7 separate regions of the Mus musculus genome follow, and all the other regions are linked to region 1. A link is a contact called in public Hi-C, HiChIP or PLAC-seq, Micro-C and promoter capture Hi-C data. All regions are on one chromosome and are shown on one strand. The core of a region is the stretch at or near the end of the contact, and the rest is flanking DNA. Distances in the headings are between cores, read along the strand shown. Region 1 holds the start of Irx2 (Iroquois homeobox 2). Region 2 holds the start of Clptm1l (CLPTM1-like). Region 3 has its middle 130 kb from the start of Gm40999. Region 4 holds the start of Lpcat1 (lysophosphatidylcholine acyltransferase 1). Region 5 has its middle 19 kb from the start of Gm40999. Region 6 has its middle 58 kb from the start of Eprn. Region 7 holds the start of Eprn (ephemeron, early developmental lncRNA).

Region 1 (3,569 bases), core at 493-2,992:
ACAACAGCCTGTGAGTGGAAGGTGCATGGGCCCCTCAGGCGTCACCCCCAAGGCGACCCTCCGTCAGCCCCTTGCTGCCTTTCCTGCTAGGCTTCTCTGGGTTGGAAATCTTTCTTTAGCCAGAGAACCAGAAAAATACAAGGCTAGCTGTTGGAAAACAAAACTATTGCCATTTGATTCTAGGATTTTGTTTTAACACTTTACTTTTTCTAAAACGACATAGTTTCCCGAGTAGCGCGAACAGTGTCTGCAAACATATCTGGATAGTCCCGCACTACAGCAAGTAGTTTCTTTATATCTAAATTTCATCATAGGCTTCCCGCTCTGCTCCCTCCTTCCCTTCCCTCCCTTATGTAGCTTAAAAAATACTTCGGAACCCCACTCCGCTATTCACCCTCTAAAGCAGAGTAAATCCAATTTGCAACTCAGAAGCCAGTCAGCGTTTCCAATTCTTCAACTACGTAGTAATTAGCATTTTAATTCATCCTTTAACGTTTAACTAGGAGAGGTTTGTAACCTTTTCCCAAGGCCTGGTTCCTACCCAGGGAATTCCACCTAGAGCAAACCCCCTCCGCCCATACACAATGTCTTCACACACCCCAAAACTGCCAAGACCCGCTCTGGCGGGGCCTGTTTTCAGAACTCAGAGATGCTCAGACAGATCCCGGATCTACGGAGCTGGAACCCATAGGCCTACTACGAACTCTGGCAGCACTTAGCGGGTCCCAAACCCGTTAACACATTATTTTTTTTTCCCTGAAAGCCGGGTCAGCGAGACAGAAAACGGCCAACACTAAAGAGCTTCGGCCTGGGTCTAGGGCGAGAGCCACAGGCTCAGCCTATCCCCACCCCACCCCCCCCCCACCCGCATCCCCACCCCCCCACCCCGTGACCCCGCCGCCACCAGTCTGGCCAAGAAACCCAAAGCTTGCGGCATTGGCCCTAGAGGCCTGGGCAGCCGGGGCCCTCAGCTTGGAACCACGCGGAGAGCAGTGGACAGATTTCGCAGCCCCAGCAATCGGCACGCGCGGATTAGAGATTACTCTTGGCCCAGGCACGGGTGGAGTAGCACTTCGCACGAGCTCAAGGGAAATCAGCCTACGAGCTCTGCAGGTCAGTCCCGTCCCTTGTTTAGTGCGGCAACGGGTGCTGGTGACTTTGGAGCTGCCACCCGCAACGCGTCCCCAGCGCTCAGCTCAACTCACTCCCTGGTCCGGGTCTCCCCAGCCCCCACCCCAAAGCAGTTACCACGTAGGACGGGAAGCCGGCAGCCGCGGCGGCGGCGGCGTCCGCCGAGTACTGCAGCGGGCTGCCGAAGCCGGTTGCCGCCTGCGCTGTGAAGGCCGCCGAGCCGGGGTACGGGCTGAACGCGGAGCCCGACGCCGAACGCGCCAGCTCCTCGCTGCGCGGCGCCGCCAGCGCGGACGCGCCGTACGCGGGGCACGAGTAGAGCGCCAGCGAGCCGGGCGCTTGGTACAGGTAGCCCTGCGGGTAGGACATGGTGGGCGCGGGGCGCGGGGCCCGCGTCACACGGAGCAGCGGGCAGCGCGCGCGGCGCCCTCCATCCACGCCCGGCCGGGGCGCACCGAGGCCGCGGGCCGGAGCAGGCTGGGCTGGTGGGCGCTAGGCTGGGCGCGGGGCTGGAGGATCGGCGGGGCGGCGGTAGCGGCAGCGCGGAGCCGGTGGGCGCAGCCGCGCGCCAGGCCGGCGGTCGGGATTTGGGGGAGTCTGCAGTCAGGAGTGAGGAGTTGAGGAAGGAGCGCTCGAGTTTCCGAGGGACATTGGAACGCCGAGCTGTCCGTCACACTCTCATCTGCATATTCTGGTGCCCGCCCCTCCCCTGCTCCGCCCGCCGCCGAGGCCCCGCTGAGGCCGGGGGAGGGGCAGAGAGCGGAGGGGTGGGAAGTGGAGGGGAAGGCGGAGGAGTGGCAGCCAGAGGCTGGAGGGAGGGACGTGCAGGCTTTTGTCGCGCAGCGGCCTCTCTCCACTCCCGCCCCGGCCCGCAGCCTGCAGCGGTGAAGCCCAGCCTGGCCAAACTGGGCGTAGCGCTCACCCCCTCCCACTGGCACATCCTCTCAGCCACGTCCGCGCACCCCGCCGCCGACTCCCGCCTTGGCCCAGCCACCTTTCTCCTTCCCGGGGCCCCATCCGGGCACTGCCGGCGCTCTTGCTCGCCTAGCACTGGTCAGCAAAGGCCTCCTGCAGTCGGGCCAGGTCCGATCCACCTGGAGAACATACGGATCGGGCACCCCTCATCACCCTGAAGATAGCAGCCCAGGTCGCATGCGGTGTCCAGGGCAGACACCGCAGGGAGATGGAGGGCAGTGTGGAGACACCTGCAGAGTTGCCTGGGCATCCCACTTCTACAGTCCTCTGTCCGCCTGTACTCCAGGCTGAGGCTGCCCGTGTGGCTTCCCGTCCGGTCTCCTGCTCCTGGTGCCTGGGCTGCCAAGCATCTACCCGGAATCTGAGCGTTTCGGTTTGAAGCTGTGGGAGGCCCCGTGGTGAGGCTTCTGTCCAAGTCCACAGAGAAGATTTCAGGCCGTGTTAGGAACATCATGTCCGTTAACGTCTGGAACACGCCAGTGAGTGACTCGCTTCAACAAACGCCACTCTGGTCCAAAAAGAGTTTTTGTTTTCTTTTGTTAAGTTGAATGCCTGTTCGAAATTGGGGGAGAGGTTCCTGTCAGGAGAGCTGACTTGACTTTGCTAGAGTATCCACTGCCACTTCCCGAAAGGACATGGGCCAGCTTGTGAAGTGTCGCAGTCGTGAGGTGGTTCAGGTAACCTGAGGTCCAGGAGTTGACTCGCGGGTCCCTTGAGCCCTTAGGTCCCAGCCCCTAAACTTTCTCGACCATACCTGCTCCCTTTCCCCAAGTGAGGGGAGTCGATGGCCAGGATGGGCACTAGTACGCTGGATGTAAAGGAGCGTCAATGGGGGGCGCTTGGGATTCGTAGGGGTCAGGTGTGAGCTGGCCCGGGAGGGGGCGCCCGCCCAACAGGTGTCTCCTTGAAGCTTGCTAGGTAGAGCACGAGGACTCTGAAACCTGGCGCGCGGGCCTGAGCTTCCATTTTATTCTCGGTGGGCTCTGAAGCTAGTAGAGGGCGGCAGAGTTCTCCTGCCTGTGAGCGCCTGGCTTCTGCTTAGGCCTGGATCGTGGCGCTCCAGCTCCTGCAGCAGCCAGATCCGTGACACCGAATGAATGCTGTAGTCAGCCAGGCTGCTTTTTGTCTTGTCCAGGTCCCAGGGAACCAGGGATCAATTGTAGTGATGGACTGGAGACAATTTTTCCCGGGCAGGCAGGCAAGCAAATTTATCACTTTTGGTAGGAACTTTCCAGGCACTCTACTCAAACACTGCCACCACCATACACCCTCCCCTTATTGCCCCCCCCCCCGCCACCCCCCAGAACTTCTGAACCCCTTTCAGCAGTCTCGGTGCCTGTGCAGAGCCCACTCCCCTTTATACCCTGAGTTATTTACTGTCTAGCATCTACAGAAAAGACCCTGGGTGGGGCATACTCATTCAAGGGAGGGGGAGGGAAGGGAAGGGAAGGGAAGGGAAGGGA
Region 2 (3,569 bases), core at 450-2,949, 980 kb before region 1:
TGCTTCTTCAACTTCTTCCAGGCTCTAAAATGAATGTTTCACTATCTATCCTGGCACAGGGTGATGAATAGGAGGCGGGATTTGCCCCTATAAAACTAGTGAATGGCACCAGGACGTCCAACCTCCATTTCAAGAGGATGGGCATGGGTAGTTAATAACTACCCTAGGGCCACAGGCTAATAGGCATGGACAGTGATGCACTGGGTGGGAGCTAAAGACTGGTTGGCTAGTGAGCTTGATACCTGTTGGGCAGTACAGGATCTTGATTGGATGAGCAATTTTACAAATTTTATTTGAACTTTTGCACGTTAAAATCATATGTCAAATGCTAAGCCATGTTAATTCCCAAAAGTTACTGTATATAGCTGAGCATTGAGATTTATATTCTAATGCCAAAGGTCACTTACTTGTAAGTAACAAGTGAACTAACTACTCTTACTAGGTAGGCCAATGTATCATTCCTTGGGAGACTACATGGGCTGTAGTAAACCACGCTGCCCTTAGATTGCAGTAAAAGCTACTTGCTAAGTGACAAACACCTGTTACTTTCAGCTTGACTGTTTACACAGACCCTAGACAGGAGTGCTTCTATAGGATGTCCTCACTCTACATACAATGCTATCCATGACATCCTGGAACCCATCTCTGGCAATCTGTCCCACATCCACACCTTTCAAATTTGGAATCCACATCAAAGTCTTCCACGTTCAAGATCAGGTCCACATTGTTCTCTGCACCAAGGCTGGACCGTGTGGTGGTGTAAACACTCAGCTGGAAAGAGTGAGCAAGAATGAATAGCCAAAAGGTCCTGATAGAAAACATGTAACTATTGTGAGAGGGTAGCAATCTGAGGGCTACCTCTCAGAGGGTGAGCTTGGGCAAGATGGCCTGTGTGACACTGCTGTGAACAAGGAACCTAACTGTAGAGCTGACCTGTCCGGAATTCCCACTAGAAGCAGGAAGTGACACAGGTGATAAGAGGGCAGAGCTAGCAGCCTGACTCCCATATGGCTGGAGATCTCCTGTTAACTTCCACTGGGGTCCCGTTAGGAAACACGTGTAGGGCAACTGGATCTCAGTTATAATCGGGGTAGGGCAGAGCACCAAGGGGTAACAAGAGAGCAGCAGAGAACAGAGAAGTCTCAACTCCAGCTCTCACTGCCACCTAACCAGAACATTGGACAGTGACATCAGTGATAAGGGGCAAAACTGGTAGCCCGAAACCCTCTGACCAGTGCCAGTAGGGGGTGGGTGGTAGCACCCGGCCGGGAGGCGCCTTCTTAGGGCTCCCGGACGCTCACCTGCAGTTTGGGCCGCAGGGCCAGATAGGGCTGGATGCAGTTGGAGTCACCCGAGCACGGACGGGTATAGACGATACCGTACATGACCCAGCAGGTATGCACCACGTACACCAGGAACACGCCCACCACCAAGCTGGTAAAAGAGCTGCGGCCGCTCCACATGGCGCCGCAACCTGCGGGCCGAGCGCCGCCGCCGCCCGCCGCTCACGGGAGAGCCGCTGCGCGCCACCGCCACCGCCGCGGGGAAACCAACGCGCCTCGCGCGGGCCGCCGGCCGCCCCGCATGCTCCCGATAACCCACACCCGGCGCTGGGGGATTGGCCGGATTTGCCGGCCACCGCTTCCGGGAACCGAGCAGCTGGCGGAAGTGGACGCGCACGGCCCTCTGGGAGCCAGACGCTCCGCCACGCACTCGCAACCTCACGACGACCGCACGACCGGCGCGCGCGCGTGACGTCAGCCTCTTGCGCCGTACTCCCGGCATGCCTGTGGGAGCCCAGGTCCGCCACCAACCTTGGCGGCACCCGGTTCTTGGAAATTTTTTCTTTGCGTTGCTCTTCTTAAGGCCCTGTGCAGCCTTACGGCGGCGCCCCAGGATGATGGCGGGGACGACCCTGATCCTGGCTCTTCAAAGTCTAGGGGAGCGTCCAAAAGTTAAGAAAACACGGAGGAGACTCAGGAAACTCAAATACCGATTTCTCGGGTGTGAGGTTACTGTGTTGATAACATGCAGTTCAAGATGGCCAGAAAAGGTCAAAAAGAGTTTTTACAGGTCACTTGCCCCTTTTGTCAGAAGAATAAGTTCCTTTGCGGTAATATAAATCTTAATCCTGGCTAACATGCAAAGGTAGGTTATATCTCAAGAAGATCTTTTTCCCGGACTTCCCATTACTCATTCAGATAAAACCATCTGGGTTCTTAAATTTATTTATTCACTTTACATCCCGATGTCAGCCCCTACTCTCCTCTTATCCTCTCCCCTGTCCCCTCTCCCCTTCTCATCTCAGAAGGGGGTAGGCCACTCAGATAAACCATCGGAGTCCATTAATTGTTCACTTTACGTCCTGATGCCAGCCCCTACTCTCTTCCCTACTCCCTCTCCCCTTCTCTGAGAAGGGGAGGCTCCACTGGGTACCAACCCACCCCTGGCACATCAAGTCACTGCAGGACTGGCCACATTCTCTCCCACTGAGGCCAGACAAGGCAGCCTAGTTAGGGGAACGGGATCCACAGGTAGGCAACACTGGGACAGACCCGGGTCCATTTGTTGGGGAACTTGAATGAAGACCAAGCTGCACATCTGCTATATATGTGTTGGGGTGGGGTGTAGGTCCAGTCCATGTATGCTCTTTGGTTGGTGGTTTAGTCTTTGGGAGACCCCCAAGGGCCCAGGTTAGTTGACTCTGTTGGTCTTGTGGACTCCTGTCCCCCCCAGATCTCAATTCTTGCTCCAACTTTTCTATAAGACTCCCCAAGCTCTGTCTAATGTTTAGCTGTGGGTCTCTGTATCTGTTTCAGTCAGCTGCTGGGTAGAGCCTCTTAAGAGGACAGTTATGCTAGGCTCCTCTCTGCAAGAATAACAGAGTATCAGGTTCTTCTGGCCTTCATTTTAATCTTCTTAAATATTTCTTGGTTTAGGGTATACACAGTTTCTAGAGTGAAGTGGCCAGTGCTGTGACAGCCCAGGACGATGGCCTGCAGAGATCAAGCAAAAAATGATATTTCCTGTTTTCAGAAGCTTGTTGGCTGTTGGTGCTTTTCATTAGTGACCAGCTCCTTACTCTATGGTGGCCTCAGAAACTTAAGTTTTGGAGCTCATTGTTCTCAAAACGGCATTCTCATGTTTCTCACACGTGTAATCAGAAGTGTGATTGGGCATTTTCTAAAAATGGTGCTTTTAAATAGAAGGTTTCAGAAATGGAGCACCTATTTCAGCATGAGGGTATCTTAGGGTTTCTATTGCTTCGATGAACACCATAACTGAAAGAAATTTGGAGAGGAAAGGGTTTATTATGCTTATGTATCCACATCACTAAAGGATATCAAGGAAGGTTCTGAAGCAGAAGCCATGGAGGAATGCTGCTTACTAGTTTACTCCCATGGCTTGCTCAGCTTGTTTTTCTATAGCACCCAGGATCAACAGCCCACGGGTGGCACTGCCACATTAGTCATCAATCAAGAAGATGTACCACAGACCAATCTGGTGGGGACATTTTCTCAGTTGAGGTTCCCTCTTCCCAAAAGACTTTCAACTTGTGTCAGACTGAC
Region 3 (3,569 bases), core at 677-3,176, 970 kb after region 1:
AGGATGCCAGGAGCACACTTCTGGCAACACACCAATCTTGGGAGTAGCAAAGGATTCATGTATTCTGACCCCAAAAGAGACATGGGAACAAGAGATATTTGACCATGAAATGCAAGGCAGTCTAGTAGAAAAAAGAAGCTGCAGCCCAAGAACCAACGGGGTGAGTCATCTCAGGACGAGGAAATTAATGAATATTTTAATTATCAGAGAGAGGGCCATAAAAATCTAAAACCCCATGCCCTCCTTCCGGGAAGTCTACACTCTTCACAGTTGGCAGTTTTCTGGTGTAACTGAGAACAGAAAGTCAGTGCTTGAGAAAAGGAAGTTACTCTGAAATCATCTTCCCTTGAGAATTGAGCTTCCTTTGCTCCAGAACCTCATCAAAGGGCAGAGGCATCATAAACGTAGTGGGCTGAGCAGAGCTCAGGCAAGCTTCCGGAAGCCGCTCTAATGCTGCTCACTTCAGCTGACATGGAAGGCTCTCGAAACTCCCGCAAAGCTTTAGAGGTTTGATTCCAGTTGCACAGGGAGGTCTACATCTCTTGCTGCTTGCCTTTATAGCCCTGGTCACTAGGCTAGTGGAGTCAGAAGCTGAGGACAGACAGCCATTGTCTGCCATGGTGCATCCTGGGAAGAGGGTGAAAGGGCATCTACATCATGTTTGTGAAATCAGTGTGACCCTTGATGGCACCGAGCAGCCTTCAGGCCTCAGTCGTGATACGGTTGCATTCTTCTATATTCTGATCCTGCTACTCCATACTCCTTGGGCAGCCTTTATTTTGGGGGAGAGGGAGGACTCTCTCTCTGTATATATCTGTCTGGGTTTTCTATTCAGTATTACCTTCACAGGAACATGAATACTCACCTCAGGATCCCTGCTGTCTGGGGAGGAAAATTGGAGGGAGTTCCAGGTCCTGTGGTAGTCCTGTGGGAGTTCCAGGTCCTGCTGCAGGAGTGTTTCATCACCAGTGGCAGAGCAGAGGGCTACTGAGGTGCACAGCTACAGGAGATGCTGGCTTTTCTACAGAGGAACCACTGCAGGGCAGCAGTAGCAAGAGGCTTATTACCAGGTATCTGTCTGTCCCTTTGTCCCTGGGTTGCTGCTCTACCTTGGTTAGATGACAATCAGCATAATTTCCACCAACTGCCATTTCCAGGCGTTAAGGCCAAGGGTGATTCCACAAGTCTGTGGACAGAACCTCATCTTCACTCTTTCCTAAATATAATGTTAAAAACTGACTTCTTTAGAGATGTCTCCATCAGCCAGGAAGACAAAATAGTACTTTAAAAAAAGACATTAGCCTCATATTTACGTGAAAGATCATGACAACCTGGTAAAACTAGGCTGCCCGTACAGGGCTATATATTTTAAAGGACCTTGTAATTTATGTTTTGAAATTTCTTTCCTACACGGTTGTAGAGTGTAGTTGAAGCTTCTGACATTTATAATGGAGCAGCAGAGATCTGCTAGCTAAATGGTATGCAACATTCCATAAATTACAGCCTGAAATTTGTCTTAGTGTTCCAGTATCCTTGTGACAGGTTTTTCTCTGAGAAGGAAAAAAAAGTGGGGGGGGGGTGTGACATGAGTGTCGAAAGGCAGAATCCATCTTAACCACTTCGAAGGCCTGCCTGACTAGAGAGTTGCTCTGGGATACTCAGGATGACCGTGTGGGGATACTCACCTGGTGGGTTATTTCACTAAATGTAGAGAGTTCTTGTTGGGACCAATCCCAGTCAGCTATCACAGGCACCTTGCCCATCAATCAGGCAGGGGTCTTCCAGCTTTATTCAAGTTGACAACGGTTAGCTGCCTGCTGTCTGTGTCTAGTATCTTTTGCTGCTTGTGTGCCTGGTTTCACTTGGGGTCAGGATCTTGCTACATAAGGGAGTTTCTGAGTTCCTTCACAGTTGACTCATCCTAGAGGCCAGGACTTGTGAGTAACAGCTCTGGAGGTGTTGTGTGACAACTCTGGAGAGGTGGCAAATGGGATTTTCTTCTCTTACTGTCTTGGGTTCAATTGCGCTCCTGAACTGTGAACTAAAGATGGCAAGACTTCATGGGCGTGACGCACAGGGACAGAGGAGAGTAACATGAACCCAGGCAGTCAAGATGGCGGCCTGGAAACCCTGTTTTGTAAAAGGCCAGGATGTGGAAGTGAATCCAGTTTTTGCCTGTAACAGCCAAAAACAATGAGCATGCACTGTGTGAGTGTGGGTCAGTGAAACTCTCTTCCCAGAGACAGACTGGATTCTGGACTTGTCCCACAGGACACAATTCACTCAGTCTATATGAAAGATGTGTTTCAAAATATTTTGTTCAAGTCTCCGTTCCAAGATCTGTAACTCCCAGCCCTCGTTTGCTGATACAAGCCTCAACCAATGGTTATTGGTTAAACCCTTTCCCCTTCTCTCCCTGTGCTTCTTGAGCTTTTCAGCCTCTCTAGCTCTGGCACAGACTCCCTGCACCCCTTCTACATTTCTGGGAACACACTTCTTCCTTCTCTCACAATCCCAGCTCTCTGGGAGAGCAGCTCGAAGTATCTCATAGTCATTCATTCTTTCCAAACTTAAAGCTCACACATGCACACAACCATGTCTGTTGAATGTTGTGTTTCCAGAAGGGTCAGTGCTGCCAGAGGTCTGCTTTCAAAAGAAAATGAGAACACCCTTCCCTCATAAAACATGAGAGAGAGAGAGAGAGAGAGAGAGAGAGAGAGAGAGAGAGAGAGAGAGAGAGAGAGAGAGACTAAATTAGAGATCTCCATCGGATCTCTTCTCTAGGAGCTCAAGGAAAGTCCCCCAGAAGAGAGGAAGGAAGGATTGTAGGATCCAGAGGGTCTGAAGACACCAGGAGAACACCCCCCACCGAATCACCTAAGCAGGGCTCTGACTCAGATATTTGAATCTCCAATTGGTGGTGCTCTTTGGGAGGTTTAGGAGGTGTGCATTGCTGGAGGAAGTACATCACTGGGAGTGGGCTTTGGGAGTTTAAATCTTTAAGCCACTTCCAGGGTGTCCCCTTTGCTTCGTGTTTGTGACTCATAATGTGAAGTCTCAGACTCTCACTCCTGGTCATGCCTGACACCTACTGTCACGTTGACTGCAACAAATGAACTCTAACCCTCTCTAACTATGAGCCATAAATGAACTCTTTGTTTTAATAATTTGGCTTAGCCCTGGTGTTTTATTACAGTAGCAAGAAAGCAAATAAGACTGATTATACAATTTTCAGAAAAAAAATTAACCAAAGACCCTTTCTATAAAAACTCCTAAGACAAAATACTGTGATAAGCATCTTTAGAAATGGAGAGACCCCGTTGGAGCACCTCATTCATGACTTAAGTACAAGGCAATGCACAGTCCCTTGCTGGTAGACCTCTGTTCAATGAACAAATAAATATTGATGAAATAAATTGATCACTTTTCTGACCTTATCATCAGTTTCTTTTCTATGACTAATACCCATAGTTATGCTAAAAATGTTTTGACAAGTATTTCTCAATTACAGACAAAACTTAGCTTCAATATCCTTGAAAAATACAGAACTAGAAATATGGCATTTATGT
Region 4 (3,569 bases), core at 468-2,967, 840 kb before region 1:
AGGAAGGGACAGGAACATAAAGTAGGGGGTGTGGAAACAGTGTGAGGTAAACCAGGAGATTAAGATGAGGGTAGGAACCTACCAAGATGGGGTAGAGGCAGACTAGCAAGGTCAGAACTGGAAAGAATAACTAGGAATGGGTTGTTGATGGTGATTAGGGTGGGATGTAGTAGGATGAACCAGGAGGGACTTGACTTGGGAGGGGTCCCAAATCCACACAGGCAGCAGATCCGGGAGGAAGGAAGACCCACAAGTGACAAGGGATAGAGTTGTAGGGTAGGAGGTTGTGGACTGAAACTGAGAGTAATAAAGTTCAAATATGACTGCACCCTAAGCCCTCCTGCTGGGCACAGCCCCAGGCCGTGAGGAGCAACCTGACAGCAGCAAAGACTTCAGGAAAAGCCTCACAGGCTCCAGACACAACCAGGAAAGAGGACAAGACCTGGGGGCCAATATGAGGCCTTTACTTTACACTCTCCGTGTTCAATTCTGCTGACCATCCATTCCTACGGGTGATAACTAACCCCACTGGATGCTTTGAGCAGAAACCGGTGCTTGGGAAAGTAATAATTTCAACAGACTTTACCTTAATATTATGTCTGATAGGTTACACATTTAAAAACACCATCTCCTCCTAGAGCTGGTCCCTTACAGTTGGAAATACTACTCTGCCTGTAAACCACGGAAGTCTGAAACTGTGAACTCTGCTCATTACTCAAAGAAGGGTCCCAGAAGTGACCACAGCACCACAGACCTGGCCCCTGAGTAAAAAAAGGTCCCACGTGCCGGGTCTCACGGTGAGAACCACAAGAACAGATAGCAACTGTGCCTAGATCCAGGTCCCCGCTCACTACTAGCCAGCCGCAGCGCACAGGTTCCCTCTCACGTGGGAACTATGTTGTATAAAGTTGATACCGGGCACAGGCAGCCCAAGGGAGCATCGCTAACAACCGACACAGTGTACTAGACACAGGAAACAATCTGCAAACATGGATGTGGAAATCATCCTATTGGGTTATGCCAGGGGCCCCGCGCGTCCGGTGCTCCAGATGACAATTCAGGTTCCGACACTAGGCCACGGAGACACACAGTAGGCCTCCTAGCTGTGCGGAGACGCTGGAAAGGGGCTGCCTGATGCGAGGACACCCCCCCACCCCCGCCCACCTCCAGGCCTCCTGCTGGCGGGAACCCGGGCCAGGCCTGGGATGAGGGTGCAGGGCCCAAGGGATGGAGTGCAGGGTCCAGTACCGAAACCAAAAGGGTGTAAGTCGGCGTGCACGCAGGCGGCGGGAAGCGGGACCCTGGCGCGGGTTGGAAGAGTGCTGCAGGGGAGGGGTGCGGCTCACGGAGGACCGGGCGGCGCCCAGCCCCTCCCCACCGCATCCCGAGCGCATCCTGGATAGAGTACAGCAGCGCTGCGGAGAACCCACCTGGGCCTTCTGCAGGGCGCTCAGTCGCAGCTCGTGCACGAAGGGGTTCCGCCCCGGGGGCGCTAGGCGCCGCGCGTCGCCTGCCCCAGAGCTGGAGGAGGGGGCGGCCCGCGGCCCGCGGCCCCGCAGCCTCATGGCTGCCCGCGCCTGAGCAAGGAGTAGAGCAGATGGAGCTCAGCCGACCGAGCTCAGCTGAACCGAGCCAAGCACAGAAGAGCCGAGAGCAGCAGAGCTAGCAGAGCGCGCGGGAGAGGGCCTAGGATGCGCGGCCGCCCGGAGGCGCAGGCGCGGGAGGGGCGGCGTGACGTGGGTGGGGCCAACGGGGTGCCCCGCCCAGACCGCTCTGGGCTATGAATGCGCCTGCGCGTCTTAAGGCTCCTGGACTTAGGGGAATCCTGCGAATTTGCATGTGTAGGGAGACCTTAAATTTTGGGTCGCAGGACTGAACTGGGCAGGCCCACTTCTCAGCGCAACGCTGTCCTCACAGGCAGCTTCCTTCCCCTAACCATTGTAATCCATCAGTCGCCATCGAGGGAGAAGATAGGCTAGGAGACCCTAATTTGTATCACACCATTAACTAGGACTCTAAATAGCCTTTCTGCTAAAATGTATTCATTTGACTCACTGGATGCCTTTTGTACTTTGTATCCTGTTTTAAAATAGGATACAAAGTAGCTTTCTGATCAAAATGTATACATTTGAAAAACTAAAGAAATGCCTTTTGTAGCAACACCAGGTGCTTTTATTTGTATAGCTCATAGAACACTCAACAAGCAGGTACTGGGAGACAGAGGGTCTAGCCTCAGTCACCAGACAGGAAAAAGGAGCTAAATTCTGCCTAATTCCAGATACCCTTGGCTTCCTGTCTAACCTCCCCAAAGTCCAAACTTCCTGTGGACACCAGAGCTCTCAGAGTCTCCACCACATCCTCTCACAATAGAGTGACCAGAGCCTCTGATAACTCCTGACAGAAATGTGACCAGGCTCTGTTTTGAGGAGTTGGCTAGAAGAAAAATGCTCGCACAGATCTTGTCACTTCAAAGCTTCATCTTGTATTGGACACGTGACGTTATCTTGAGATTCCCTTGTCCCCTCTGCAAAATGAGCCATGAAGCAGCGACAGTACACATAGCCTTTCCTCTGGGCTAAGAAGGCTGTGGAGATCCTTAAGGACTATGAGCAAACTTAATGTTCTTTTTTTTTTTTTTTTTTTTTTTTCAAGACAGGGTTTCTCTGTTTAGCCCTGGCTGTCCTGGAGCTCACTTTGTAGACCAGGCTGGCCTCGAACTCAGAAATCCACCTGCCTCTGCCTCCGAGTGCTGGGATTAAAGGCGTGCGCCATCACACCCGGCCTTAATGTTCTGATATGTTGTCCTGTGACCTAGATTCCACTGATTCTAGATTTTAATTCCCATTTGTTCAAGTCTCAGACACAAGAGTGTAGCATCCAAGGATCTTCAGCTCCCTGTCAAGAAAACCCCAGGGCACAAAGGCCTATCAGGCTTACAAACAGACCTTTAGAGGAAGGAAGACAGGCGGGCCAGGTGCCACCTGAAGTCTACAAGCAAAGAAGCCTGCGGGTATCCTGGGCCAGGATTTCTGTAGCCTCAAAGCTGGGTCATAGAAAGCTGTGAACATCCTGTGTAGCGGTGTTGACCCAAGTCCACATATTTTGTGGAAAGAAAATCTTTTGCAGGTGATCATGATGACTCTAATAGATTTGTCAGGACCCATCCAGTATTAGTGATGTCTTTGTGAATGGGAGATTTGAATGAGGAGACAAGGCAGAATGGGGGGTGGGGGGATGCCATGTAAGACCAAGTTTTCCTAATTGAGGATGTTCAGCCACCTGAAGCTGGAGAGAGAGCTGGGAGGACCCTTCCTTAGAGACATCAGGGAGAGCTGCCTCTACCTTGATCTTGGTCGTTTATCTTTCTGAGGTGTGAGAGGATGCAGCTGTTTTTTCATCCAGATTGTAATCAATTGTTCAGAGCCCCAGGAGGTTCACAGTACAGTATGAGTCCCTGAATGGATTAGGGAGGAACCATGTCCCAGCCCTGCAATCTAAGCAAAATGAATAGGCCAGGCAGAGTCAGTGTCCCACTCCCAGGAGAGGACTTGTCTGCACCACCTGCCCTG
Region 5 (3,569 bases), core at 758-3,257, 820 kb after region 1:
ATGCACTTTTGGGATTAATAGTCTTCCCCAGAGAAGAGAGGTTATACAGTACCAAATAGTCAGTTTGAAAACATATATATGCATGTGTATGCATGCCTGTGGATGTACATGTAATAAAAATTAATGAAGAAGATTCCATGAATTTCAAAAAGATCAAGAAGGTATATAAAGCTGGGGCCTAGCAAACACAGAAGTGGATGCTCACAGTCAGATATTGGATGGATCACAGGGCCCCCAATGGAGGAGCTAGAGAAAATACCCAAGGAGCTGAAGGGGTCTGCAACCCTATAGGTGGAACAACAATATGAACTAAACAGTACTTCCCCAGAGCTCTTGACTCTAGCTGCATATGTATCAGATGATGGCCTAGTCGGCCATCATTGGAAAGAGAGGCCCATCGGTATTACAAACTTTATATGCCTCAGTACAGGGGAATGCCTGGGCCAAGAAGTGGGAGTGGGTGGGTGGGGGAGTGGGGGGGGGATGGGTGACTTTTGGGATAGCATTGAAAATGTAAATGAAGAAAATACCTAATTAAAAAAAAGAAGGGATATAAAATAGGTTTTGGTGAAAGGAGAAGGTAGGGGGAATGATATAAGTAATTTATAATCTCAAAACCAAACACTAAATGCATCCCATGTGCTAAAAAGCAATCCCATTATGTATTGAATCATCTGAGCAACTGCATTATGTAGCCATGTAAAACCTTAATGATGTGCATGATAATATAATCAATGAGAAGCACAGCTTAGAGACTACGGTATGCTTTCTTCCCATGTCAAAATAACATTTTAATCCTGGTAGAATCTGTTTTGAAAGAACCTTGTGGCAAACCCGGGATTAGTTTGTTTCTTGTTTTATCCAGGAGAAAATATGTCACATGCATGAAGACCAAAAAATAGAAACACAGTAATATTAAAAACACAATGCATGTTTCAGTGCATATTATATACCCACTACAAGGAGAAGTGGCTTATAAATTCTCTTTTCTGAACACCACAAGGGAGAGATTTGTAAACACGTGGAACCAACTGTAAGTTCCACACTTATTTATGGAGTGAAAATCATTTCCAGCATTTCCAGAAGAACAGATCTGTTTTATATGGGAAAGCTAGCCAAGTGTTGTTTTTTTTAAGTCTTGGCTCAGGGTATTCCCACGACTAAGCACTCCTGTCTGCACACAGTAGGGCCAAGAAGAGGCTGAAAAGAGAACCTGGCATCTGAGATCCTGTATCATCCCTGAATGCTCCTTTCTACTGCCTTCTTGTGGTTGTATTGTGTGAAGAAGGAGGGCACTTTCCCACAGAAGCAAAACAACTGGGTGGTGGTGGGGGACCAGGGGTATCCTGGAAGTCACTATGTAGCCCTGCAAGCTTCCATAATGCTTATAAAAGCTTTTTAGAAGAATGATTTTAGAGGCAATGGTACAGTTAATTACAAAATGAGAAAGCTTGAGCAATTTAGGTTTTTTAATTAATTGATAAAAATAATGTACAAACAAACAAGTTTGTCTGCTTGAAGTCTCCCTTGGTTTTGGTCTTTCTCGGATAGTCCTCTTCACCGCCTTTGATTACCTCAGCCAGGCTCAGGTTGCATATACATTTGGCATGTGTCTGTGCACATGCCTACTAATGCCACGAATTAGAAGCAAGCAAAGAGCATTCCTCTGGAGTTAGTCGTTTTCCCAAACATTTGTTGTTGTCTGATCCAGTTTTGCTGACACAGCAGTTTCTTGCACTAGGCAACGTCTACAGTTTCCACAGAATACAGATTTCGGTTATGGCAGCTACAGGACACCGCTGCAAGTATTTGAACACACCACCTTGGTCCCTATTGAAACTCCCCCAGTGAATGCTCCCTGGGAACCTGCTTCCCGTTTCCTTGGCTACACTGTCATCTGTGCTCCCAGAACTGAGGCTCTTTGGGGACCTGAGCCTACATTGTGGCTGAGAGGATAGCTGGCTGCTCTCACATTGTCTTCTATGCTGGGACGCAGCGCCCTTTCCCAAGCAGACTGCAAGGCAATGCCAAGTATTTCAATCCCCTGTGGCTACCAACAATGGAGACCAGTCCACAGCTCACTCACAGGGATGGAGGGGCTCTTCCCCAGTTAGCTCCTGACAGAATGCATCCAAGAGGACAGCTTTCGGATAATAAATGATCATGGCTAGGAGCTCTCAGTGAAATGGAGGGAAACAAGCCCAGCACTGAATGCCTATGGCCCACCCCGCTGGCACCCCACTGGGCAAGACGTGAGTGTCTGGATGCGCAAAGATCAGCTGTGTGGAGAGGAGTAGGGCAGCCCCTCTCAAGCCAGCAGCACTTGTCCTGGGAGCTCCAAAAGGACATTTGATATCATGGCCCTGTGTCTTTTAGAACTCTTGCCTCGGTGCACAAAGTAAGACTTTCAAATCGGACAAGAGAAGTAAATTTCCTTTCTTCCTCTCATTGCCTGGACAAAACATTGAACTTGCAAAGCAAAATGCATTTATGTACCTAATTCACTTGAACCTTGGAGTCGAGGTAAAAAACTCATGTACACTCTCAGGAGATTGTTTTCAACTGAAAAATATTCCAAGCCAGACGAACCAGAGGCAGCCCTGTCAAGCTGCTGGACGGAGGAGTTAATATTCTCTTCCAGAGTTCAGCTAGGGTGTGGGTGAGCTGGTTTCCATTGGGATGTAGGGAAAGGTTGGCTTCTGTGTTGTGATGGCCCAATGCTCTCAAATAGAGTACCTGGAGTATGCCGAGCACCTGGGAAGCATAGGTGCCGTGGGCTGCATATGGAGATGGTGAAGCCAAACAGGAAATCTCAGTACTAAAACCACTTAGAATCATTGTCAGATATCTGCCTGGGGTGTAAGCAGGAATCTATCCTTATCTTACTCAGGGGACAGGCAGATGAGAAACAACATGAGGGAGTTAAAGAGACCAACAAACACCCTCTTGTGATGAAGTTACTGACTTCACATTCCTGATACTGGCTGGCTTATCCACCTTCTCACTTGATAACATCATTGGAATAATAGTTTCTTTCTAAAAATAATCAGACTCCTTAGGAATTCTGTATTCTCACAGGTCTTAAGCGCATGTGTGAATGAATGTATGCTGTGTGTCCTTCTGTGTCTGTGTGTGACTGCATACATGACTCACCTGTAACAATTTTCATGGTCCTCTCATAATACCAAGGGGATAACAATCCACTACTTGAATCACTTATTGTTATCATTTTAAGTGTGGTTAGGATTCTATCTCAATAAGTTCAAAGAGAAGGTGGGATACTATATTCTCTGCCAATTTTCCATTCACTTCTCTTTGAAATACAAACCCACAAAATTTAATTTATGATACAAAAGTTTTGAAAGATTTCTCCTCCACTTCTTCCTCCTTTTTCCTCCTCTCCCTCCTCCTTCTCTTTCTCCTTCTTCTTTATCTTGTAATTGTGTATATGACTATTTTGTCTCCATGTGTGTCTGGGCACTATGTGTATGTAGTGCCCATTGAAGCCAGAAGAGGGAGGCTCAACTCCTAGACTGGTGTCACAGAGGGTTGTGAGCACCATGTGGGTT
Region 6 (3,569 bases), core at 300-2,799, 780 kb before region 1:
TCGTATAGCCTGGGCTGGCCTTGAGTTCTGTTATTCTCCTTCAGCATCTTAAATGCTGGGCTTACAGATGTGTACCATCATGTTTGCTGGATTTTAGGAGGATATGCTTAGATGAGTGTCTTCTGAAGTAGAGGACCATCATGGGTGTTTATACAGAAACAATGTCCTAATCCAGTTGGTTCTGCAGCTGTAGCGAGTCCTTACTATCACTGAGGACAGGGATCATGGTATCTGCAGGACTGCAGAGAAAGGGTGAAGTCCAGTGGGCCCCTACAGTGGCCAGCAGATGAGTGGAATAATAGCCTTCCCTGAGGTGCCCCTACCCTGCTAGAAGGCAAGAAGCTTGGTGTGCAGCCAAATGCCCAGCCAGGGGGGTCTCAGAAAAGAAGAGAGAAAACTGTGCAAGGCTTTTCTCACTTTCAGACTTAAGAGGTTCTTAAATGCAACTGTTTCACTTTTGGATGTTATAGACCAGCAGGGGACATAACTGGGTTGTAGCAGACAATTGTGTTCAAACTTGATAAGCTCAATTCAGTCCTCCAAATTGGACTGACTGAAAGCTTGGTGCCAGTGCCCGGAAGAAAAGATGCTTATTCATTCCTTAGCTTGCTCATCCATCCATCCATCCATCCATCCATCCATCCATCCATCCAGTCCTGGGACAGTGTCCACAGGCAGGGCTGGGAGCCTACTTGTTCCAAAGAGAATCCAAGCATGTTTGTAGCTGCCTGGCAGGTGTGGGGACTGAGATCAGAGTCTGAGAGTTCTGGAAGGGTAAGAAAGGGTCGGCAGGAGTTCCATGAGAAAGTGGAAAGCAGGGACCGGCTTAGTATTCAGTTAGACCCGGGAGGAAAGCAATATATACAAACAATCAGCAACTGAGGATCTCTTAGGGGTTCCAAGAGGAGGACAGAGGGAGAGAAGCAGGGGGTGATGCCGAATCCAAGCAGAAGTGAGGGCAGCGGAACCCCAGGATAGAGGGAAGTGCAAGGGCTATGGGCCACAATAGCTGGGCCCTAGAGCCTGTGAAACTGTCCAAAGCGGGAGCAGTCAAGGATGCCCACTACAGGCTAGTGGCAAGGTGCTCAAGGCAGGCTGGGATCCAGGCAGCTGGAGTGGAGAAAAGAGTCTTGAGGGGTGGAGCAGCCCTTCTACTCCACAGTCTTTCAGCAGTCCAGGAGGGGAACCGAGGGACCACGTTTACCTAGCCTATGACCTCAGGCAAAGGATCTAGGGATTGGAAGTTGGCAGGGACCTCCCCCTGCTCCAACCAGCTTCGGAAACTACTGGCTCACATTCCACTCAGAGTGGTCCTCTCCTTTCCGGTAGAGCGTGGCCGGCCTGGTCTCCAGAGTAGGGGTAGGAGTATCAATTGCGACTTTGCCCACTTCCCTATGAAAGGGATTCTGGGGAACAGTCTCCTCCTTTTTCCAAAGACCCACAATCAGGGCATCCCCTCGAGAGTCTCAATCTGCCTGCAGAATGACCTCCCCTCGCCCGCCCAGCGGTGGCGCCCTTGCTCTGGGAACGTGGAACCCTGAGGCTCTGACGCAGGGTCTGGCTCCAGTTACGTACTGACCTTAGGGTGTCAGGTTGCAGGAGACTGGAGGTCTGTGGCTGAGCTTGTCCCAGGACAGTTTTTCAGTGGTGGGAAGAGACGGGTCAGAGTACCTGTCAAGAGAAACCCTGTCACTTCCCACAGGCAATTTTGCTAACACTCTCCATTTCTCAGCCTAGTTGAAGATCATCTCGTAATCGGTAAAGGAGATTCCCACCCATATCCCAGTATAGCTGCCTCACCCCAATTGGACCTACAGCAGCAGTTCTCAACCTGTGGGTCACAACCCCCCCCCCCCAGTGCCACATATCAAATATTTATGATTCATAACAGTAGCAAACCTACAGTAATAAAGTAACAAAGACATATTTTATAGTGGGAGGGGGGTCACCACAACATGGAAAATTGTATTAAAGGGTTGCTGAAGCATTAGAAAGGTTGGAAACCACTGGCCTGCAGACTTTGTGGCAAAGATTCTGTCTTAGTCAGGGTTTCTATTCCTACACAAACATCATGACCAAGAAGCAAGTTGGGAAGGAAAGGATTTATTCAACTTACATTTCCACATTGTTCTTCATCACCAAAGGAAGTCAGGACTGGAACTCAAGCCAGGTCAGGAAGCAGGAGTTGATGCAGAGGCTATGGAGGGATGTTACTTACTGGCTTGCTTCCCCTGGCTTGCTCAGCTTGCTCTTTTATAGAACCAAGACTACCAGCCCAGGGATGGCACCATCTGCAATGGGCCCTCCCACCCTTGATCACTAATTGAGAAAATGCCTTGTAGCTGGATCTCATGGAGGCATTTCCTCGAGAGGGGCTCCTTTCTCTGTGATAACTCCAGCTTGTGTCAAGTTGACAGACAAACCAACTGGTACAGATGCCTAGGCTCTTACCTGGCCCCAAGAATCCCCACCTGTATTGCACTTTTGCTTCAGCATACACCTGGGCCCTGCAGACAAGCCTCCCCTGCTCAGGTCACACTAGGCTCACTGATGTGCTTGCAGAGGTGTCTCTAGTTAAAGACTTGGTTGTCCCCTGGACTCTTGACTTGCATGCTGGGTCTTACAGGTGGAGTGACCTGAAGTTTGGTTATTAAAGACTAAAGTTAAGGATGAGTCCTATAAGGCCTGTCCATCAGCCCAGCAGGAGGAAGGTGACAGGTGGGTTCAGCCTTCACCTATCCTAAGCCCCAAGTGTCGACCTGATGCACTAGAATAGGACTGCCCCTCTGCTACTTGGGGCTGTATGGCTTGGGACAGAGGCCGAGGGACCAGAAGACCACTGCCCTGCAGGGGAGGAGACTGGAGAAATCTCTAGCTGGTTTCTATTCACTGAAAATAAGGTGATCTTTCTCCCTGGACTAGAGTCTTGTGGAAAAGGACAGCTAAGTGTGGCATGTGTCTGTAATCCCACTTCTCAGGAAGCTGAGGCAGGAAGATGGTTGCAGGTTCAAGGCCAGCCTGGCCTGGTCTACACAGCAGGCTAACCAGGATTTCATATGTGACCTTGTCTCAAAAAAAGAAACAACAATCAGAAAAGGAAGGAGCAGGTGTTGGCTTGGGAATTCTATTATCACAGCCATGTTTAAATAAAGACAGGAGACATGACAGCAGGGTTCAGGCACAGGAGAATGAGAAGCAGGAGTCAGGGAAGGCAGCTGTGCTTAGCTGCTAAAGCTGCCTCTAAAGACAAAAGGAAACGTAGATGATAGCCAGGACTCAGTCCCATTGCCTGCCAGGTGGACACACAGAGTCCAGTCTATGACAAAGTACTTGACAGAGCAATAGACTCTGGTGATGATGGCTGCTCTTAGAGCTGCTGAAGCTCAAATAGCCCAGTGGTTGGAACGTCCATGACACTCATCTCTGTGTTTCCATATCCATTGCTGTCAGCTGCATAATTTACAAGGAGGTTGTTAACTGAGAGAACGAACAGCGGCTTTGATCTGTTTAGAAGAGGCACCAGCATTCTGAAGAGGGTCTAGGTGTGTCTGTAGAGGGCTGATATCCAA
Region 7 (3,569 bases), core at 364-2,863, 720 kb before region 1:
AATATATCTGGTTCCTACCCTATTATGCCAAGCCTTAAGAACAACAACCCTCGAACTGTGAGGCTGTCACAGACAAGAGAGACTATTTACTTAAATGGTCAATTTTTGTTTAAAATGGCCACTCAAATTAAAAGTAAAATTGGGGATCTGGAAAGAGGCTCAGCAGTTAAGAACACTGACTGATCTTCCAGAGGACCAGAGATCAAAGGGTTCTAAGTCTAACTAGAGAGCTATTGGTTACTGTCTTAGGATTTCATTGTTGTGAACAGACACCATGACCAAGGCAACTCTTATAAGGGACAACATTTAATTGGGGCTGCCTTACAGTTTCAGGGTTCAGTCCATTATCATCATGCCAGAATACATTGGAGCATCCAGGCAGACATGGTGTTGGAGAAGGAGCTGAGAATTCTGCATCTTGATCTGAAGGCAGCCAGGAAGAAGACTGTCTTCCAGGCATCAAGGAGAGGGGTATCAAATCCCACCCCTACAATGACACACTTCCTCCAACAAGGCCACACCTACTCCAACGAGGCCACACCTCCTAATAGTGCCACTCCCTGGGCCGAGCATGCTCAGATACGTGAGTCTATGGGGGCCAAACCTGTTCAAACCACTACAGTTAGAGTCAAGATTTGGATGCCACTCCTGTACCTTTGGGGCTATCATGCCACTCTGATCATAACTGTGGTACACAGGTGTCATAGCTGGGTAGACTATTGTTTGCTGTCTTCCTTTAGAAGCTGGGATGGAGCCTTTCTGGTACCATGAAGTTTAGTTTTCAGAAAAGAGGCTTTCAGGTCAGTTCCAGCTCAGGTGCTTTTAGTCCTGTGTCTGAAGTGCACGGTGTCTCCAGGAATGGGGACTTACTTTCTACCTCTGGCAGGCAGCCAAGTGAAATAGCAACGGCCTATGAGGTTTTAGGAGGCTCTTAGACAACACTGACCAACAGTTCGAAAGTAGACAGGCTTTTTGGCCTGGCGTTGGAATTTCTCCTCATCATAGACACCTACCATACCTTGCATGCCTGATAGACTACTTACCATAAAAAAAAAAAGATGAAGCTGAATGGTGTCCTCTTAAATGGCCTATGAGGTTTTAGGAGGCTCTTAGACAACACTGACCAACAGTTCGAAAGTAGACAGGCTTTTTGGCCTGGCGTTGGAATCTCTCCTCATCATAGACACCTACCATACCTTGCATGCCTGATAGACTACTTACCATAAAAAAAAAGATGAAGCTGAATGGTGTCCTCTTAAACTCATCTCAAAGCTGTAGCTCCCATGATAGGAACCATTATGTTACATAATATCCATTTCACCTGTGTTGTTGCATAGTATCCATTTTGCCTAATTTTGTCTATCGGGGCTTTTCTAAGCATGTTCCCTTGGTTAAATGAAGCCCAGATAGGCTAAGGGCTGCCAGTTCCTCTGAGGCTGCCACATTTCATATATTAACCTTAATGTTTCATTTCAGTCCCTGTTCTCAGGTCCTAATTTCTCCTTGAGAGGTGTGGTCCAAAAATCTCTTCAGGGAGCAGAAGGGTGATGGTCAGTTAATCTTTTAACTACTTCCATGACGTTAAGAGGAGGGGCTAGTCCCTGCCTAAAGGGATCACAGATTACCTTCAGTGGTTGGGGAGGAGTAGTTGGATTTTCAACAGCAGGGATCGACTGGAATCCCCATGTAATAGGTGTGGTATGTGTACTCTATTTCTTCCCTCATGGTGTCTAGGCACTGCTACACACCAGGCTGGAAGGAAGCAGAGGCCAGAAGAGGTGAGGTCTGTAGGGAAAGAGCTGGGGCAGAGCCGGGGTGGGAATGGGGGCCGAGAGGGGGCTTCTCCAGGGATTTTATTAGATATTTTCTTTATTTACATTTCAAATGTTATCCCCTTTTCTGGTTCTCCCCCCCCCCAACACCCCTCTTGGACAGAATCCTTCTGGTCGCCATCTGAGCCTGGAGCTAAGGCTGTTCCACAGCCCTCTCTACACAGGTTCCGCCAGAGAGAGCTGGTCTCCCAGGAGTGCTGACAGGGCTTGCAGGCCCACAGGAGGGACAAGCTCCAGCCAGAGACAGAAAGACCAACACCAGAAATAACCAGATGGCAAAAGGCAAGCGCAAGAACCTTACCAACAGAAACCAAGGCTACTTGGCATCAGACCCCAGTTCTCCCATCACAGCAAGTCCTGGATACCTCAACACACCGGAAAAGCAAGATATGGATTTAAAAATCACATCTCATTATGCTGATAGAGGATTTTAAGAAGGACATAAATAACTCCCTTAAAGAAGTACAGGAGAACACAAGTAAACAAATAGAAGCTTTAAAGAGGAAACAAAAATCCCTTAAAGAATTTCAGGAAAACACAACTGAACAGATGAAGGAATTAAACAAAACCATCCAGGATCTAAAAATGGAAGTAGAAACAAAAAGAAATCACAAAGGGAGACATCTCCCCGGATTTTAATGGAACAGCTCTCTTAGACAATCTTAGTTTGTGAGTATTCCTTTATTTGGGGTGGGTTTGCATGCATACACCCCTGGATAGTGGGAAGGGGTTCTTCTTAGGGTTAAGTTTCATTGGAGTTTAAAGTACTGTGAATGTCTCCTTTGTGTGGAAAGGCATTCCAGGAATTCCAGATATGTGCAGGGCAAGTTTGGGGTTGGGGCAAGGGTGGGGGAGGGAGGACTATGTGACATTCTTCAGGTAGAAGATTGTGGGTCAGAGGTCGGGTTCCCCAGATCGGGCAGAGAAGAAACCCACCTAAGAAAATGGAGTCCTACATATTGTATCAAGCTCAAAGGAGCTATCTGCACAGGATAGACTATAATTTTGGTAGCAAGAAGCAACAAATAGGGTGTTACATATTCTAGAAGATACAGACTTTACAAGATCGAAACACAGAGTTTAAAGTGAGAATAACAAGGTTCTAACTGTTGATGGTCCCAGAGAGGGCGAAAGTCAGGAGAACCAGGGCCATATTTGTTCCAGGAGATTCCTCTTCAAGGTCTGATCCCTTGGATTGTAAAGCAACAACAAAATCATACCGATGACAGAGCAGATTAAAAGGAAGATAGGATAAGATTTTAACCACTGAATACTGAAAATGTCAGATGAAAAAGTCGTGAGAAAGACAGAATTAAGTAAGGTTATTGTTACCGATTTAGATAAATCTACATCAATAGGCTTATATAAGTAAAGCCTATCTTGAGGGGTGGCTAGAGAGATCGTTCAGTGGTTAGGAGCACTTCCAAAGGACCAGGGCTTAGTTCAGTACCCACGTGGCAGCTCATAACCATCTCGAACTCCAGTTCCAGGGATCTGGCACCCTCTTCTGGCCTCCAAGGGCATTGCCCTCACATGACATACTGCCATATCTGTAGGCAAATGTAAAGATAAATAGAACCTATCTTTGTATTATACCTGGAGTGGTTGTGTTTGTCCTATCTTGTGTGTCAGTAGACCATACACAGGATTTAATAGGAAGGCCTGTACGTGTCCTAAATTATTGTCTCTTTTGAAGTTTAGTTTAGTTTTTATTTTGTATTTTATTGCTATACTTTA

What was found. Promoter capture Hi-C pulls out the DNA fragments that hold promoters and counts their contacts. A called contact is a pair of places that touch in the nucleus more often than the background predicts. HiChIP or PLAC-seq counts read pairs in DNA pulled down with a chosen protein or histone mark.
Region 2: a contact with region 1 is called in a Micro-C map of embryonic stem cells, with 3 times the contacts expected there. The contact joins the promoter of Clptm1l here to the promoter of Irx2 in region 1. A contact is called at or near these places in 1 of 39 promoter capture datasets (the 3T3-L1 cell line) and 1 of 484 Hi-C or Micro-C datasets (embryonic stem cells).
Region 3: a Hi-C map of adipose-derived mesenchymal stem cells shows a contact between it and region 1, with 4 times the contacts expected there. The contact joins the enhancer-like site here to the promoter of Irx2 in region 1. A contact is called at or near these places in 4 of 39 promoter capture datasets (the 3T3-L1 cell line, hippocampal neurons and liver), 3 of 484 Hi-C or Micro-C datasets (adipose-derived mesenchymal stem cells, embryonic fibroblasts and uterus) and 7 of 115 datasets of contacts at active chromatin or transcription factors (the NIH/3T3 cell line, craniofacial prominence, embryonic forebrain and 4 more).
Region 4: a promoter capture Hi-C map of the 3T3-L1 cell line shows a contact between it and region 1, with 4 times the contacts expected there. The contact joins the promoter of Lpcat1 here to the promoter of Irx2 in region 1. A contact is called at or near these places in 1 of 39 promoter capture datasets (the 3T3-L1 cell line) and 1 of 115 datasets of contacts at active chromatin or transcription factors (embryonic hindbrain).
Region 5: a contact with region 1 is called in a promoter capture Hi-C map of neural stem cells. The contact joins the enhancer-like site here to the promoter of Irx2 in region 1. A contact is called at or near these places in 2 of 39 promoter capture datasets (liver and neural stem cells) and 4 of 115 datasets of contacts at active chromatin or transcription factors (craniofacial prominence, embryonic forebrain, embryonic hindbrain and 1 more).
Region 6: a Hi-C map of cardiomyocytes shows a contact between it and region 1, with 2.7 times the contacts expected there. The contact joins the enhancer-like site here to the promoter of Irx2 in region 1. A contact is called at or near these places in 4 of 484 Hi-C or Micro-C datasets (cardiomyocytes, cerebellum, embryonic stem cells and 1 more) and 4 of 115 datasets of contacts at active chromatin or transcription factors (embryonic forebrain, embryonic hindbrain, embryonic midbrain and 1 more).
Region 7: a contact with region 1 is called in an H3K27ac HiChIP or PLAC-seq map of embryonic stem cells, with 3 times the contacts expected there. The contact joins the promoter of Eprn here to the promoter of Irx2 in region 1. A contact is called at or near these places in 5 of 39 promoter capture datasets (the 3T3-L1 cell line, 3T3-L1-derived adipocytes, embryonic stem cells and 1 more), 1 of 484 Hi-C or Micro-C datasets (embryonic stem cells) and 5 of 115 datasets of contacts at active chromatin or transcription factors (the NIH/3T3 cell line, embryonic forebrain, embryonic hindbrain and 2 more).

Annotation. Positions count from the first base shown.
Region 1 is chr13:72,626,993-72,630,561 of GRCm38.p6, reverse strand. Irx2 (Iroquois homeobox 2) reads right to left here and starts at 1,742. Exons shown (of 5, transcript NM_010574.4): 1 at 1,249-1,742. The coding sequence starts at 1,500. Gm20554 (predicted gene, 20554) reads left to right here and starts at 1,998. Exons shown (of 1, transcript NR_030701.1): 1 at 1,998-3,569.
Region 2 is chr13:73,602,132-73,605,700 of GRCm38.p6, reverse strand. It overlaps Clptm1l (CLPTM1-like), which reads right to left and starts at 1,699. Exons shown (of 17, transcript NM_146047.2): 1 at 1,302-1,699; 2 at 671-771. The coding sequence starts at 1,463.
Region 3 is chr13:71,657,603-71,661,171 of GRCm38.p6, reverse strand. No RefSeq gene overlaps it. Among named protein-coding and RNA genes, the nearest start is that of Gm40999, 130 kb to the left of the region's middle. Within about 2 kb of position 1,926, at least 14 of the 459 cell types and tissues checked have an H3K27ac peak or open chromatin away from gene starts, as enhancers often do. A contact at or near this core is called in adipose-derived mesenchymal stem cells, where this site is marked.
Region 4 is chr13:73,465,379-73,468,947 of GRCm38.p6, reverse strand. Lpcat1 (lysophosphatidylcholine acyltransferase 1) reads right to left here and starts at 1,717. Exons shown (of 14, transcript NM_145376.6): 1 at 1,431-1,717. The coding sequence starts at 1,565.
Region 5 is chr13:71,802,904-71,806,472 of GRCm38.p6, reverse strand. No RefSeq gene overlaps it. Among named protein-coding and RNA genes, the nearest start is that of Gm40999, 19 kb to the right of the region's middle. Within about 2 kb of position 2,007, at least 13 of the 459 cell types and tissues checked have an H3K27ac peak or open chromatin away from gene starts, as enhancers often do. A contact at or near this core is called in neural stem cells, where this site is marked.
Region 6 is chr13:73,403,896-73,407,464 of GRCm38.p6, reverse strand. No RefSeq gene overlaps it. Among named protein-coding and RNA genes, the nearest start is that of Eprn, 58 kb to the right of the region's middle. Within about 2 kb of position 1,549, at least 49 of the 459 cell types and tissues checked have an H3K27ac peak or open chromatin away from gene starts, as enhancers often do. A contact at or near this core is called in neural tube, where this site is marked.
Region 7 is chr13:73,345,428-73,348,996 of GRCm38.p6, reverse strand. It overlaps Eprn (ephemeron, early developmental lncRNA), which reads left to right and starts at 1,613. Exons shown (of 3, transcript NR_045293.1): 1 at 1,613-1,778; 2 at 1,936-2,501.